4 separate regions of the Mus musculus genome follow, and all the other regions are linked to region 3. The links are chromatin contacts, called in public Hi-C, HiChIP or PLAC-seq and promoter capture Hi-C maps. All regions are on one chromosome and are shown on one strand. The core of a region is the stretch at or near the end of the contact, and the rest is flanking DNA. Distances in the headings are between cores, read along the strand shown.

Region 1 (2,846 bases), core at 108-2,607, 160 kb after region 3:
GTCTTACCCAGCTACTTTTTGAATCCTGGTCTTCCTTTCTTCCTAATATGTGGCACAATCTCTAGGCCATCTGTCTGTAGAGATCTGTCCTGCCCTTTTACTCTTTGCTGAAGTGTCTGTGTCTCTTAGACAGATAATCTGATAAATATGTAATAACTCTGTGTTTAACATTTTGAGAAACTGCCAGGCTGTTTTCCACAGCGGCTGAATCTGTTTGCATTTTTGCCAGCAATTTGAGTGCTTCAATGTTGGTGTTACTTAACACTGGATGATAAGGGTCCTGCATTGTCCTGCTGTGTGTGTATTTAACACTGGTCAATGGCGGGAAGAAGGGTAGCCCTCAGTACCATACTTGTTCATAGAAATAGCAATAAAGACCTCTTAGGTTGAATTTTGATACTCATTAAAACATAGAAGAGTGCTTTTTCTAGAGTTTTACTTTTTAACTGAAATCTAAGTAAGGAAGCATAAAAGGTGTCACTTTCCATGCCTTCACCCAATTTCTCCCATTTTGCAGCAGCCAGATTTACAGTATCCTTTGGATTCTTCCACACTGCCCAAACTGGAAGAGTTCTACATCTCTCTGATCAAGTCTCAGCAGTCCGCAGAGAGGAGCCAGTCTGAACCTGCCAGCATTCAGACTCATGCCGGACGGGCAGCCTCAAAAGCACTCAGTTCAACCCCTGCAGTGGGTGACTCTCCAGAAAACCACTCTGGCTCTGGTATGTTTATGTGTCCTTATGCATGCTCAGTTGACAAGTCGGAAGTTTGTCATGTTGCTAAAACCTTCATTGCTTTGAGAACATACCTTGAAAGGTGGCTGGTGCTGCCATTCTCTCCAAGATCGTCTTGGTGTGAGCTCAGGTTTCTCTAATGTTGCCGCTTTCTTTCAGCTTTTGCAGGGGCTTTACATTTATATAAAGTTTCAAGTACATGGTTCTGTGAGTTTTGGCAAATGTCAGTGTTTCCATTAGCCAGACAAGTTTCCTGTGCCCCTTTGCAGTTAGTCCGGACATTAGCATGCTGGCCTCTGGCATGTCGCCGTGCCTGTTACATAGTAGGTAGTTTTCTTGTCTGGCACCTTCCTTTATCTTCATATTGTAGAGTTTTGTTTCTGTTGGCTATTTATTTGGAAGTGACTTTGCTAGGGCATATGTCCACTGCATGCGAAACTTTTTAAACTACCTGTTGGTCCTCCTTTTTAAAGACTCTGATCACACATGCACTGGGCCACTTTGTCCTGATATTGACTTGATAGTTGTTTATTCTCAGTGCTGCTCACTGTGGGTGGTGTCTGTCCTGTGTGTACTCTGATCTCAGATGCTCTGTTCTTTATCTCTAGTTTTGTTTGGAGTCTTTTGTTTTTCAGTTGTTTCTCTCTTCCTCTTGACTATATAATGTCCCAGCACCTGACTTGGTGTATTTATTTTTGTGATTCTTTCTGAAAATTACTGTCTGTGTCCTGTCTTGATTTCTTTGTCATTGTCTCCTGATTCCAAGTCAGACTTTGTTGTGTGTAGTTTTATCTACCCTGCTTTATGCTCTGGGTGGACCGCACTACCAGCCACCCACCCAGGGTCTCTTAGGATCTGCAGATGAAAGACACACAGACACACACTAGCTTATCTTTAACATGCCTTGCTGGCTCAGTGGCACTTCTAAACCTTCTGCAGCTACTGTGCCCTTCCCTCCAGTACTTCTGGCTAAACACCTTCCAAATCTACCTTTAACTTTGCTGCCCAGTTACCTTATGTGATGCCCATTGGTTTGTGCTGACCAAGATGTTTCTGGCTTGCCCTTCTGTGGGCTGTTTTCCCTTTCCACCTACATTCTGGATGATCTCTGAATCTCTGAGTCTGTTATGTCCCCCCCCCGCCCCCCGTTCCTCCCTGTGACCTGCCCACACAACTGTAAGCAGCCCACCCTGGGCCCAACCATTGGCTTCTGGCGTCTTTATTGATAATCAAAAAACAGCTGGGGACAAGGACCTTGAGTGTCTGGACACGCAGATGCCGATTGAATGGAAGCATCAGAACCACACCCTATAACACTGCGTCCTTGGCCATCAGACACTGGATCTTATGTTGTCTGTCTTTAGGGACGGGAGGCAGTAGTTGCACTTCTCGGCATTGGTTTCACACACCTTAGCATTTCCTTAGGAGCTGCTCTCCCACGGCCCAGGTCCCAGCAGACGCTCTGTTCCGGATGCTTGTCCAGTTTTCTAACCATGCAAGGCAGACGGGGAGCAGACACGATTCCCGATCTACACCACAGTTCTCTATGCAGCCACGTAACCATTGTATTATACTTATGTCTTTTTCTCTCAACTGGGCACTACTCATAATTTTATGGTCAGAATATTACTTTTTAGAACACGCTGTCAAATCTTCTGTGACAAAACTTATCACAAGTATCAGGGAAAATAGATCACGTATTATGTGCTTAACATACACAAAGATAAAAGGGATTGACTTATTTTTCTCTGAAGTTATTGAATTTCTGTTTTGAAGATAGCAGTGTCCATCTATCAGTTGCTTGCAGTGGTTGACTGTCAGGATGTCAAACCGACTACACTGCTGCCCAGATTTAAATTCACCTGAAACTTTTAAAGCAGGTTGGTTGGTTTGGTTTTTGGTTTCCCCTTGCTCTGTGACCCATGCTGGACTGAACCTTGCTACATGGTTGAGACGTTCCTGGAAGTTGCTAACCTCCTTACTCTCAGAAGTGCTGAGATGATAGGTGCATGCCCAGTACGCCCCACTGAAGCAGGACTTTGTGGAATAAAGCCAAGTTAGTTTACTCTGCCCCAGAACATGACAGTTCTTCTCTTACAGTAGGATGCTACC
Region 2 (3,105 bases), core at 473-2,972, 140 kb after region 3:
ACTTTTTTATTTATCTTGCTGTTTAAGGGATGAAACTTCAGCCTTCATTCATTCTAGGCAAATAGGATTAATATTTTTGTGCCTACATCTTAATGTGCTTGTGAGCTTGTTTCTTTAGGAGCCACTGTGGTTAGCTGTAGATTTGAGCAGTCCATAATGTGCCAGGCTCAGGTACTCCTAGATGGATAAATTTCAATAAAATATGAGGTTGATTGAGGAATTCTCTAAGAGTTAAGGCATCATATTATTGAATATTAAAGAGTATGTGTGTTAAATAACTGTCTGTTGGTTAGTTAGAAGAAGAAATTGGAGATCAGGTGTTGAGACAGTCACTCACCAGAGTTTGAGAAATTATTTCGGCTCCTGTTTCCCCAGTGTGAGAATTTTACAGTTTGTTCCTCTTTTAGTGCGTCATCCCTGGTGTCTCTCCATCTGCAAGGTTTCCAGGGACAAGTTCCCCTTGCCAGTGTCCCTTCCTGGTGCCTGGCACACGGCCCACTCAGGGGCAGTGGTCCCACACTGTAACCACTCTGACTGTTTCAGGTGGACCGCTTTCATCAGTCAGAAATTCGTGTTTAGTTCAACCAGACAAGAAAACAGAAGCTAACCCTTGGACTTCCAGTCTCTCCAGAAATTCACTATCCACTGTAGCAGTTAAGAAGACCACGTGGGATTGCCCTTTGAAGAACCAGAAGGAGCCAGAACAGAAGATATACAAGAAGCCTAATCTGGTGGTCAAGCCTCTGCAGCTGGTGAGTGGGTAGTGTGTTACATTGTGTTACATTGCGTTACATTGTGTAGGAGGCTCAGTAACCGAGTGAATGCCTCTTTAAACCAGGTGCTCGCTAGAAAAAAAAATAAATCTAGGGACACCTGTCCTTGGAAAAGACCAGTTCTTTTTTGTGGCATTTTTCTGTTTTTTCATTTCCCACACTCGTGGTGTTAAAGTTTTTTGGGTGCCTGAAATGTAAGTTCCCTGACAGCACTGTAAATGTCTCTATTAGTGAGCCTTAAGGTCGAGGCTGGAAAGCCTGGGGCTTTAGAGGGTGCAGAGCCTGCTTTGGCCCAGCCTCGGCCCTGGCCCTGTTCCCTGTTCCTCTGTTGTTTACTTAACTCTTCTCCTTCATGACAGCCTCCCACGGTTCTTTCTGTGTTTGCGTCTCTGCTTGTGACTTTTTTGTTCCTCACTCTAACAGGCTCTTCACTGGGATGAGCAGTTTAAGAGCCTGCTGTTTTTTTCTTCAGGACAATAGGAAGAAGGCCTAGAGGAAAGAGCAAGTGTTAGGATGAAAGTGCTGCAAAACCTTTTGATGGAAAAGTCCCTAAGATCCATCTACTAAAGTTACCCTTGACTAAGGGTAGGGTTAGGTAGGAGGACCTGCCGTACTCCACCTGAATGTCTCCCCTTTTTCTTGGGGACACTTGCCTAACACTCTTAACTTTTTGGCCAATATTTCCATAATGGAGTACTTGAAGGATGTCTTTAAGTGGTGGCTGTAAATGGTATTTTAGCATTCTAAAGCATTCTCAGTCATGAATCTGCCTTGAGCCCAGGGACTGCAATAAGGCTGATTCGTGAAAGAGTTTGAGGGATTTGAAATGTCCCTTTAATGTCTTTCTACGGTTTCTTTCTCTCCCTGCCTTCCCTGTAGCAGGTAGAAACAAACAAACCGCAGCTCAGCCTGTCAGTGGCAAACCACGATATCCCACCAGACGCTGTGCGTGCCAAGAAATTGTGCAGACTTCCTCCATTAGATACCAGCACCCTTGTGGGGGTCTTCGTGGAGTATATAATCTCCCCTAGTCAGTTCTACATCCGGATCTACAGCAGAGATTCCTCAGAACTACTTGAAGACATGATGATTGAAATGCGGTAGGCGCCTCCTGCCCTCACTGTTCCAGCTTAGCTTTAATCAGGAGTTCTCAGATGAGTTGGTCTTGGGACTCCTAAACTAACAAAAAGCTTTTGCTTACTGATGCTTATCAGACAGAAACTTAAACTGCAAAAATTAAAATACCTGTTTTAAAAATCCATGTGAGGTATGATAAATAACATTTTCATGAAAAATAGCTATATTTTTCTAATCCAAGCATGTGCAATAGTCCTTCATATCGATATACCAAGTATATTCCAAATCCCTTTGTAGATACTCAAACTATGAGTTGTACCAAACTCTCTATGTATCTGTATGTATCTATGTGACTTCCTGCCTTTGTGTAATCAAGGGCAAGAGCACATAGTGGTGTACCTACCTCCTGCCTACCTGGAATCGGCACACATTCAGCCCATGTGCAGTCAGACACAGACCCTTCCTATGTGCAGCCAGGGGCAAGCAAGCTTGTCTAGAGAAGCGAAAACACTTGTTATCTTTAAAATACAAGAGCAGGCAATTACAAGAATAACCCCTGGCAGTCTGGAAGTTGTCTGTCCTTGGGCAAGTAGAATTTATAGGTTAGAGGCACGTTGTTTGTTTTGTAGTTTTTTTTAAGCATAGGAATTTTAAACTTTAAAGTAAAGTGTAATCTTTATCATCACATTAGTAGTTTTAATGCAAATGGTATTACATTGAAAATCAACTACTGCCGGGTGGTGGCACGCCTTTAATCCCAGCACTTGGGATGCAGAGGCAGGTGGATTTCTGAGTTCGAGGTTAGCCTGGTCTACAGAGTGAGTTCCAGGACACCCAGAGCTACACAGAGAAACCCTGCCTCGAAAAACAAAAAAAACAAAAAAACAAAAGAAAGAAAATCAACTACTTTTTTTTATTGTTGTTGTTTTGTTTTTGGAGACAGGGTCTCACCATGTAGACCAGGCTGGCCTCAAGCTCACAGATACCCTCTTACCTCTACCCCCCAAAGTACTGGCATTTAAGGTGTGTGCTGCCCTGCTTGGCTTGGTTGTTATTTTTTTTTTAAAGATTTATTTATTTATTATATGTAAGTAGACTGTAGCTGTCTTCAGACACTCCAGAAGAGAGCGTCAGATCTTGTTACAGATGGTTGTGAGCCACCATGTGGTTGCTGGGATTTGAACTCTGGACCTTCAGAAGAGCAGTCGGGTGCTCTTACACACTGAGCCATCTCACCAGCCCCCTTGGTTGTTAT
Region 3 (2,810 bases), core at 43-2,542:
GAAACTCAAGCCTGCAATTCTAACAGCATTATTTAAAACCAACATTTGGGGGCTGGAGAGATGGTTTAGTAGCTAAGAGGGCAGACTGCTCTTGCAGATAACCTGAATTTGGTTCCTAGAACCCATGTCAGGTGGCTCACAACCACCTGTAACTCCAGGGGGTCTGATTCCCTCTTCTCTGGGGCATCTTCCCTCACACACAATAAGCACATATACATAACCTAAAAGAATTAAAAGTATAAAATCAAAGTGAGCAGTCATGCCAACCGTGAGTGTGGCACACCCACAAGAGCTTTCTCTTGTTCAATCTACAAACTGTTTTATCAACGTCACAAGCCAGATGCACAGTCTTGGTTAACTTGAGTCCAAGTGGACCCTAAACCTTCATAAACCGACACCCCCCCCCACCCCCCCACCATGCTGTCCTTTGCCCCTGCACGACAATGAATAGCCATTTGATTCAATAAATGGACACAATCTCTGAAGAGATTTCTCCCATCTCCCTTGCACTGCAGGAATGGGTGGCAACAGTTAGGTCATGCAGGGTGAGCAGAGTTACTCTGTGCTCGTTTCCATAGGCGCGTCAATGGGAAGATTGTTGCCAACTACTGATCATGATGTGCTTGCTCCTACAATCAGTAGATTCTTTAGAGAGAATGCTAGAGAGCCGATGCTACTGCAAATGCAAATTGGGGCCCATTTCTTTCTTTGTAACCTCCATTAGCCTAGGTGAGAAAGTCCTGCTCAGGTATTTGTCTTCTCCTTCAGCTACTGTTGGCATAGAAAGCTACCTGACACTAAGATGAACCGCACTTACGAACACGAACTGAGTGCATAGAAGTGACTTGAACAACAGAACTAGGCTGTTTGCTAGTTTACTCCTCCTCCTCTCTTTTTGAGACAAGGTTGTCACTAAGTTTCCCTGGCGGATTCAGAACTCATAGATTATGCTAGCCCTGAACAGATTCAAGAGCAGAAGGTCTCATTGCTACATCACCCTCTCTGCAAGGGCAGGGCCCGGGGAGTCTCTACCGGCGCAGGTCTGCGCTTGCGCAGTCTGCACCCGGAAGCGCGGTTTCGAGAGCCTATCCCATTCCGAGACAACAACCCGATTCAATATTCTTCCTTATTGCTACTACCCATGACTAAAAACACACGGAAACTTCTAGAGAGTGTAGAGACTCCTTTTCATCTCTTTTCTTTTGACGGCTCTGCCGGAGGCGGCTCGGCCCGCAAGTTGCTAGGACGGGGGGGGAGCGGGGAGCGTGGGGGGGGGGGCAGAAATGTGCTGCGTTGCTATGACGACGCAGGGCGTTCCGGAAAAGGGATGGCCTTCCGACGCCAGGCGGCAAACACAACTTGTGGGTACAGCGGCCGGTGTCGTGCACTCCTACAGTGCAGTCCTAGGACTTTGCTGAAAGAACCGTGGGAGCCCCGCCCCACTCGCGCCCGCGGAGCTGGGTCGCGCTGACCCGCCCGCAGTCTGTAGGGAGGCGGAGCCTGACTTTCCCGGGCTGGGCCCTGACTCTGACCCACCCATACCCCATCTCTGTCATGTCAAGTTATCTTAGAGGGCTCCCCAAAGAAAGGAAACCACGCCAGATGAATTCTGAAATTCAGTCTGAACACAAACACTCAAGAGATCTCTCTGTTCATTTGCTTTGTTTTGCCTACAGAATTATGGACAGCTTGAAAGTCTGAACACGATTTTGATTTGTTTTTGAATTAATTTTTTGGAGGATTAATAGTTCTGAGAGTGATCCCAGGCATTGATTATTATGTCTCTCCACAAAGTGTCGGACACTTCGCTGACCTCCCCATCAACATCTGAGTCCAAACAGGCAAAACTCTATGTAGTCAAGGAGGCAAAAGGTAAACTTAAGGATGCCGTGGACAGAACCATTAGGGCTACTGAAAGAATTTGCAATCCGTTCTCCCTTTCTCCTTAGCCAGCCTGAACACTCACCAAGTCAGAATACTGTTTCATCTTCATTTAAATACTAATAGCTATATGAAGTTTGGTTGCTTCTTCTCTGACTTCAAGGGAGCTTTAAAAACATAGTTATGTGGATAAGAAAAACATAACTTAGTTCAATATGCCTATTTGTATAAGATTCAAGATGTTTTTTGAGATTCCTTAAGATTTCCATCCTTGGGGCTGTGTCTTGGAAGGCAGAGGCAGGTGATCTCTGTGAATTTGAGGTCAGCCTGGTCTACATAGTAAATTCCAGGCTAGTGGGAGCTACATAGTGAGACCCTGTTTCAAGAAAAATGTAAAAAGACGTAATGATAAATGTAGAACCTGTACCAGAATAAGAATCAAGGCAGTCACCGTCTCACTCTTGCTCATCAGACTGAGGCTATCTCCAGTCTTAAGGTCACAGAGCTTTTTGGGTTGTTTCTTATTTATATTTTGCTACAGTTCCATCATCAACTCAAGGAGGTACGGATTCAACTCAAGGACTTACACTAAGCAAGCACTCTATCCTGAGCTAGCTACCTATTCACTATTTATGTTGCAGGGCAGTGGAGGGGTTGGGGCTTGGGTTGGCTGTACACTCACTCTGTGTAACCCAGGCCTTTTACTTTGTATCTCTCTGCATGTTCTCACATCCCCCTTCCACTCTTCCCTCCACCCTTCTAGCTACTCCTGCTTTAAGTATTCTTTGTAGCTGGGCTCCTCTGCTAGAGGCACCCTTCTTGTTAGAAACACAGGATACTGCTGAGGCAGTCTGGGAAACTTTAACTCCCCGGAACACTCCATTAAAAGTTTGTCTTTCCTAATACTTCCTTAGGGCTTCCTGAGCTAA
Region 4 (3,191 bases), core at 320-2,819, 180 kb after region 3:
ACATACATACATACTCATGCCTCCCTGTGCTCATCATGAAACCGTCAAACTTAAGAATGGTGAGGCTCGGGGAAGGACGTGCAAGCACACCCCCTGAATCAGAGGCTTCCCTAACTTCCCTTGCCACTCTCTGCCGGCCGGCATCCTCTCTCCTTCCTGCTTCTGGAGCCCCCTTTCCTCTCTAGCACCTCATGCGGTAAGCCACTGTGCCAGATCAAGGCTTAGCCCTCAGGCCGCTGTCCTGGGAATACACTGAGAACTACAGTGCTGTGAAGTCAGTCTCATCTGAAATGGGCCGAAACGAAGACTGCGACCTAGGTTGGACTGATGGACACTGAAATCATATATTCTTTTATCGCCCCCGTAGCATCCTCCCACTGCGTGCTGACCAAATTTGATGTGAGCCTTGTATCGGAATCTGTATAGCTTTTGGCACTACTCACAGCAAGGAGCTAATGTTGGCCCTGGGCGGTGTGGCAACATATTCCCAGAAGCCCAGAGCTGCTCTCAAGGTTTGCTCACAGAACAGCAGCTGGACAAGAAAAAAGGAATAGCTGCTAAAACCTTAGCACACTGTACTTCCTTTTGTATTTGAAAGGTGACAGTAGAGCATCAGGTGGCCTGACAAAAGGACAGGGAGCCTTGGTGGCACTGCCCAGCGTGTGCTCTGTCCCTCTGCACCCATGGGACAAGCTGCACTCCCTCTGGAGCAGCAGGTCCGTGATGGAGAGGGGTTAAAAGCGGCTTTAAAGACCTCGTGGGACTTCAGTGTGGCGATTGTAAGCCCAAGAATTCACTGAATTCCTCCTGAGAGCAGACTTTGTGAGTAGAACAGCCAAATTATGGCTTGTTTCCCTCTAAGGGTCAAGCAAGTGGAGCCTTTTCGAGGCTGTGTTTGTCGTTTCTTGCTGCTAGATGGCGCTCGAGGACAAGCACTCTGCGGCCGCGCCAGCAAGTGCAGGTACCTACCATTGCACTATAGAAAATCGAATTTAGCATGCAGCTTGGAGCTTCTCTACTCCAATTATTCATTTTTAACCTGGAAAAGTAGTTAAAGCGACTTCCAAGTGAGTTCTTTGGGAATAGAGCTTTAGGGTAATTCTCATAGGGTCATCTTCCCACGGTTTCAATTTATTTTCTAATTTTACTCTATGCAAAATAGCCAGAGCATTCCCCCTTTACAGAAATTGGCAATAAACTGTGACTTTATTCCTTGGAAGAAGTGGGAAAACCCTAACAAGGCTCTAATTACACTAACCAAGACAGCTCAGTCAAAAGAAAATCTATGGCCATCTTCCGTTAGGACTAAGGCTGGTACATTGTAGAATTCTAGCAGGAAGAATATAAAATTCTCACAGTTCAGGCATGCCTGTGAATCTCCAAAAGGATTTTCTCAGGCTGAGAATACAGCTACATGTAGAACACATACTTTGCACATATGAAGTAGCCAAGGCTCTGGGGAATAGGGGTGGAAGGGGGAGTGTTCTTACTTTGTGGTGTCCTGGCTAGGAGAACCTGCAGGAACTCTATATTGTGTGATAGAGGATCTAGTGCTTGTCCTCTAGCGCCACCTAGCAGCAAGAGAAAGGCAAAACCCAATTCCAACAATGATATGTTACATTATGTTACAGTATAAGGCAGACAATGACCACATGTTACAATATGTTACAGTGTAAGAGAGCCGAGGCACAAGAGTTAAGTATCTTGCCCAAATGTGGCAGAGATTAATACTGTGTCATAGTGAGGTTAGTATGGCTTTACTAGGCACTTATTACATAAATTTATTAGAGTTCTCCAGAGGAACAGAGCCAATAGGATGAATATATCCAGAAAGGGAAGTTATGCTGGCTTACCTGTATGGTCTGGGTAGTCCAGCAATGGCTGCCTTCACATTGGAGAGAGTGAGCATCTGCTAACCACTTGGTCTATGAGGCTGGATTCCTGGGACCAGCAGGTCTTCAGACCACAGAGGAGGAGGGCTAAAGATGCTGGGCTTTAGTGTCCAAAGAGAATGGAGGCAGCAGTGCAGGCAGAAATGATAGAATAATGGACAATGGGAAGGCAAGAAGGAAAAAAAGAAAAAGAAAACCACAAAGCCTACCCATCAGTCCTTGTATCTAGGCTGCCACTGAAAGGTGTCCCTAATTCAGGGCAGGTCTACTACTTACTTCAGTTGCTGTAATTAAGGCACACCCTGTAGGCTGCCCATTACTCATTTTAGCTAGATAATCCCAGACAGATGTGCCCAGAGCTTGTCTCGGATGATTCTAGATCCTGCCATGTTGATGATATGACCTATCACAATTGACATACTTTCTATGTTTTCCATTTTCCCAACACTCCTACTACAGTTCCATTTTTATAGGTGACTTGAGCATCAGAAAGGTAAGTACTCTCTACCCAGGAGTCACATTCAGAAAGTAGTGGCGGGCTCCAAACAGGTGGCATTTCTCCAGCCAGTCACCTGAACCGCATTCTCTACATGTCTCCAGTCCCCTCTTTAAACCCTTCTGATTCCACCCACGACACTACCAAAACTGTGTCTGCCAAGGTCTCATGAGATTGCCACATCACCCAGCCCACCAGTCAGCCCCCCCACCATGTCCTGCTTCCCCAACCTACTCCCCCAACCCCATCCCCTGATCATCCCTCCTTGTCCCCCACCAATGTCATCCCGCCCTACCTGTCGGCACATGACTGCCTGACCACACTTCCTCCTGATATCCTTCGTTTCCAGGACCTCCCTTCCACCTTTAGAATTTCTTCTCTTGCTCAAGCCCTAGCATCTTTCAAGGTCCTCTTTTCCTTTCCTTCTTAACGCTTGAGGGCGCCTTAGCAAGAGTCTCCATGCTCTGGCTTTAATCATGGCCCCTAAGCTGAGGACTCCTGCCTTGTAAAATCCGCTAAGATGGCTCTCCCAAAGGGACTTAATTACCTGCTGATCTCTTCACTAACATCCAAACATCTCAAACTTAGCAAATCTGAAAATCATGAGAGCTACCCTGTCTGCACCCCTAACTATGCCATGTGTAGTTTTCTGTAACCTCATAGACTATAGCTCTCTTCCTTCCACCACCAAACTCCTGTGGTCATCCCACAGTCTTCACTTCCACTCCTAACATCCAATCAGTCGTTACCTTAGAAACAGATCTGATATGGCCACTTTCCACCACGATGGTCAGCCAAGCTTA

What was found. Promoter capture Hi-C pulls out the DNA fragments that hold promoters and counts their contacts. Hi-C and Micro-C count contacts between places; a contact is called where the count stands out from the background. HiChIP or PLAC-seq counts read pairs in DNA pulled down with a chosen protein or histone mark.
Region 1: a contact with region 3 is called in a promoter capture Hi-C map of Sertoli cells, with 6 times the contacts expected there. The contact joins the enhancer-like site here to the promoter of Axdnd1 in region 3. A contact is called at or near these places in 2 of 39 promoter capture datasets (Sertoli cells and embryonic stem cells), 1 of 15 datasets of contacts at CTCF or cohesin (stem cell-derived epiblast-like cells), 45 of 484 Hi-C or Micro-C datasets (3T3-L1-derived adipocytes, the AML12 cell line, the Ba/F3 cell line and 25 more), 16 of 115 datasets of contacts at active chromatin or transcription factors (the HPC-7 cell line, the SCID.adh cell line, T-cell acute lymphoblastic leukemia and 11 more) and 4 of 9 other capture datasets (adipose tissue, embryonic stem cells, liver and 1 more).
Region 2: a contact with region 3 is called in an H3K27ac HiChIP or PLAC-seq map of the HPC-7 cell line, with 7 times the contacts expected there. The contact joins the enhancer-like site here to the promoter of Axdnd1 in region 3. A contact is called at or near these places in 6 of 484 Hi-C or Micro-C datasets (the G1E-ER4 cell line, LSK cells, cumulus cells and 3 more), 2 of 115 datasets of contacts at active chromatin or transcription factors (the HPC-7 cell line and T-cell acute lymphoblastic leukemia) and 3 of 9 other capture datasets (adipose tissue, liver and pancreatic islet).
Region 4: a contact with region 3 is called in a Hi-C map of bone marrow-derived macrophages, with 4 times the contacts expected there. The contact joins the enhancer-like site here to the promoter of Axdnd1 in region 3. A contact is called at or near these places in 2 of 39 promoter capture datasets (both in embryonic stem cells), 16 of 484 Hi-C or Micro-C datasets (3T3-L1-derived adipocytes, the AML12 cell line, the G1E-ER4 cell line and 10 more), 10 of 115 datasets of contacts at active chromatin or transcription factors (the HPC-7 cell line, the SCID.adh cell line, bone marrow-derived dendritic cells and 6 more) and 4 of 9 other capture datasets (adipose tissue, embryonic stem cells, liver and 1 more).

The regions. Positions count from the first base shown.
Region 1 is chr1:156,257,607-156,260,452 of GRCm38.p6, reverse strand. It overlaps Tdrd5 (tudor domain containing 5), which reads left to right. Exons shown (of 18, transcript NM_001134741.1): 17 at 518-722. Among named protein-coding and RNA genes, the nearest start is that of Tdrd5, 44 kb to the left of the region's middle. Within about 2 kb of position 1,357, at least 4 of the 459 cell types and tissues checked have an H3K27ac peak or open chromatin away from gene starts, as enhancers often do. A contact at or near this core is called in the P5424 cell line, Sertoli cells and extraembryonic endoderm stem cells, where this site is marked.
Region 2 is chr1:156,283,033-156,286,137 of GRCm38.p6, reverse strand. Tdrd5 (tudor domain containing 5) reads left to right here. Exons shown (of 18, transcript NM_001134741.1): 8 at 544-752; 9 at 1,653-1,873. Among named protein-coding and RNA genes, the nearest start is that of Tdrd5, 19 kb to the left of the region's middle. Within about 2 kb of position 1,722, at least 23 of the 459 cell types and tissues checked have an H3K27ac peak or open chromatin away from gene starts, as enhancers often do. A contact at or near this core is called in the G1E-ER4 cell line, the HPC-7 cell line and T-cell acute lymphoblastic leukemia, where this site is marked.
Region 3 is chr1:156,419,397-156,422,206 of GRCm38.p6, reverse strand. It overlaps Axdnd1 (axonemal dynein light chain domain containing 1), which reads left to right and starts at 1,292. Exons shown (of 26, transcript NM_001346967.1): 1 at 1,292-1,361; 2 at 1,677-1,872; 3 at 2,796-2,810. The coding sequence starts at 1,779.
Region 4 is chr1:156,239,644-156,242,834 of GRCm38.p6, reverse strand. No RefSeq gene overlaps it. Among named protein-coding and RNA genes, the nearest start is that of Gm30472, 28 kb to the right of the region's middle. Within about 2 kb of position 1,569, at least 16 of the 459 cell types and tissues checked have an H3K27ac peak or open chromatin away from gene starts, as enhancers often do. A contact at or near this core is called in the SCID.adh cell line and double positive thymocytes, where this site is marked.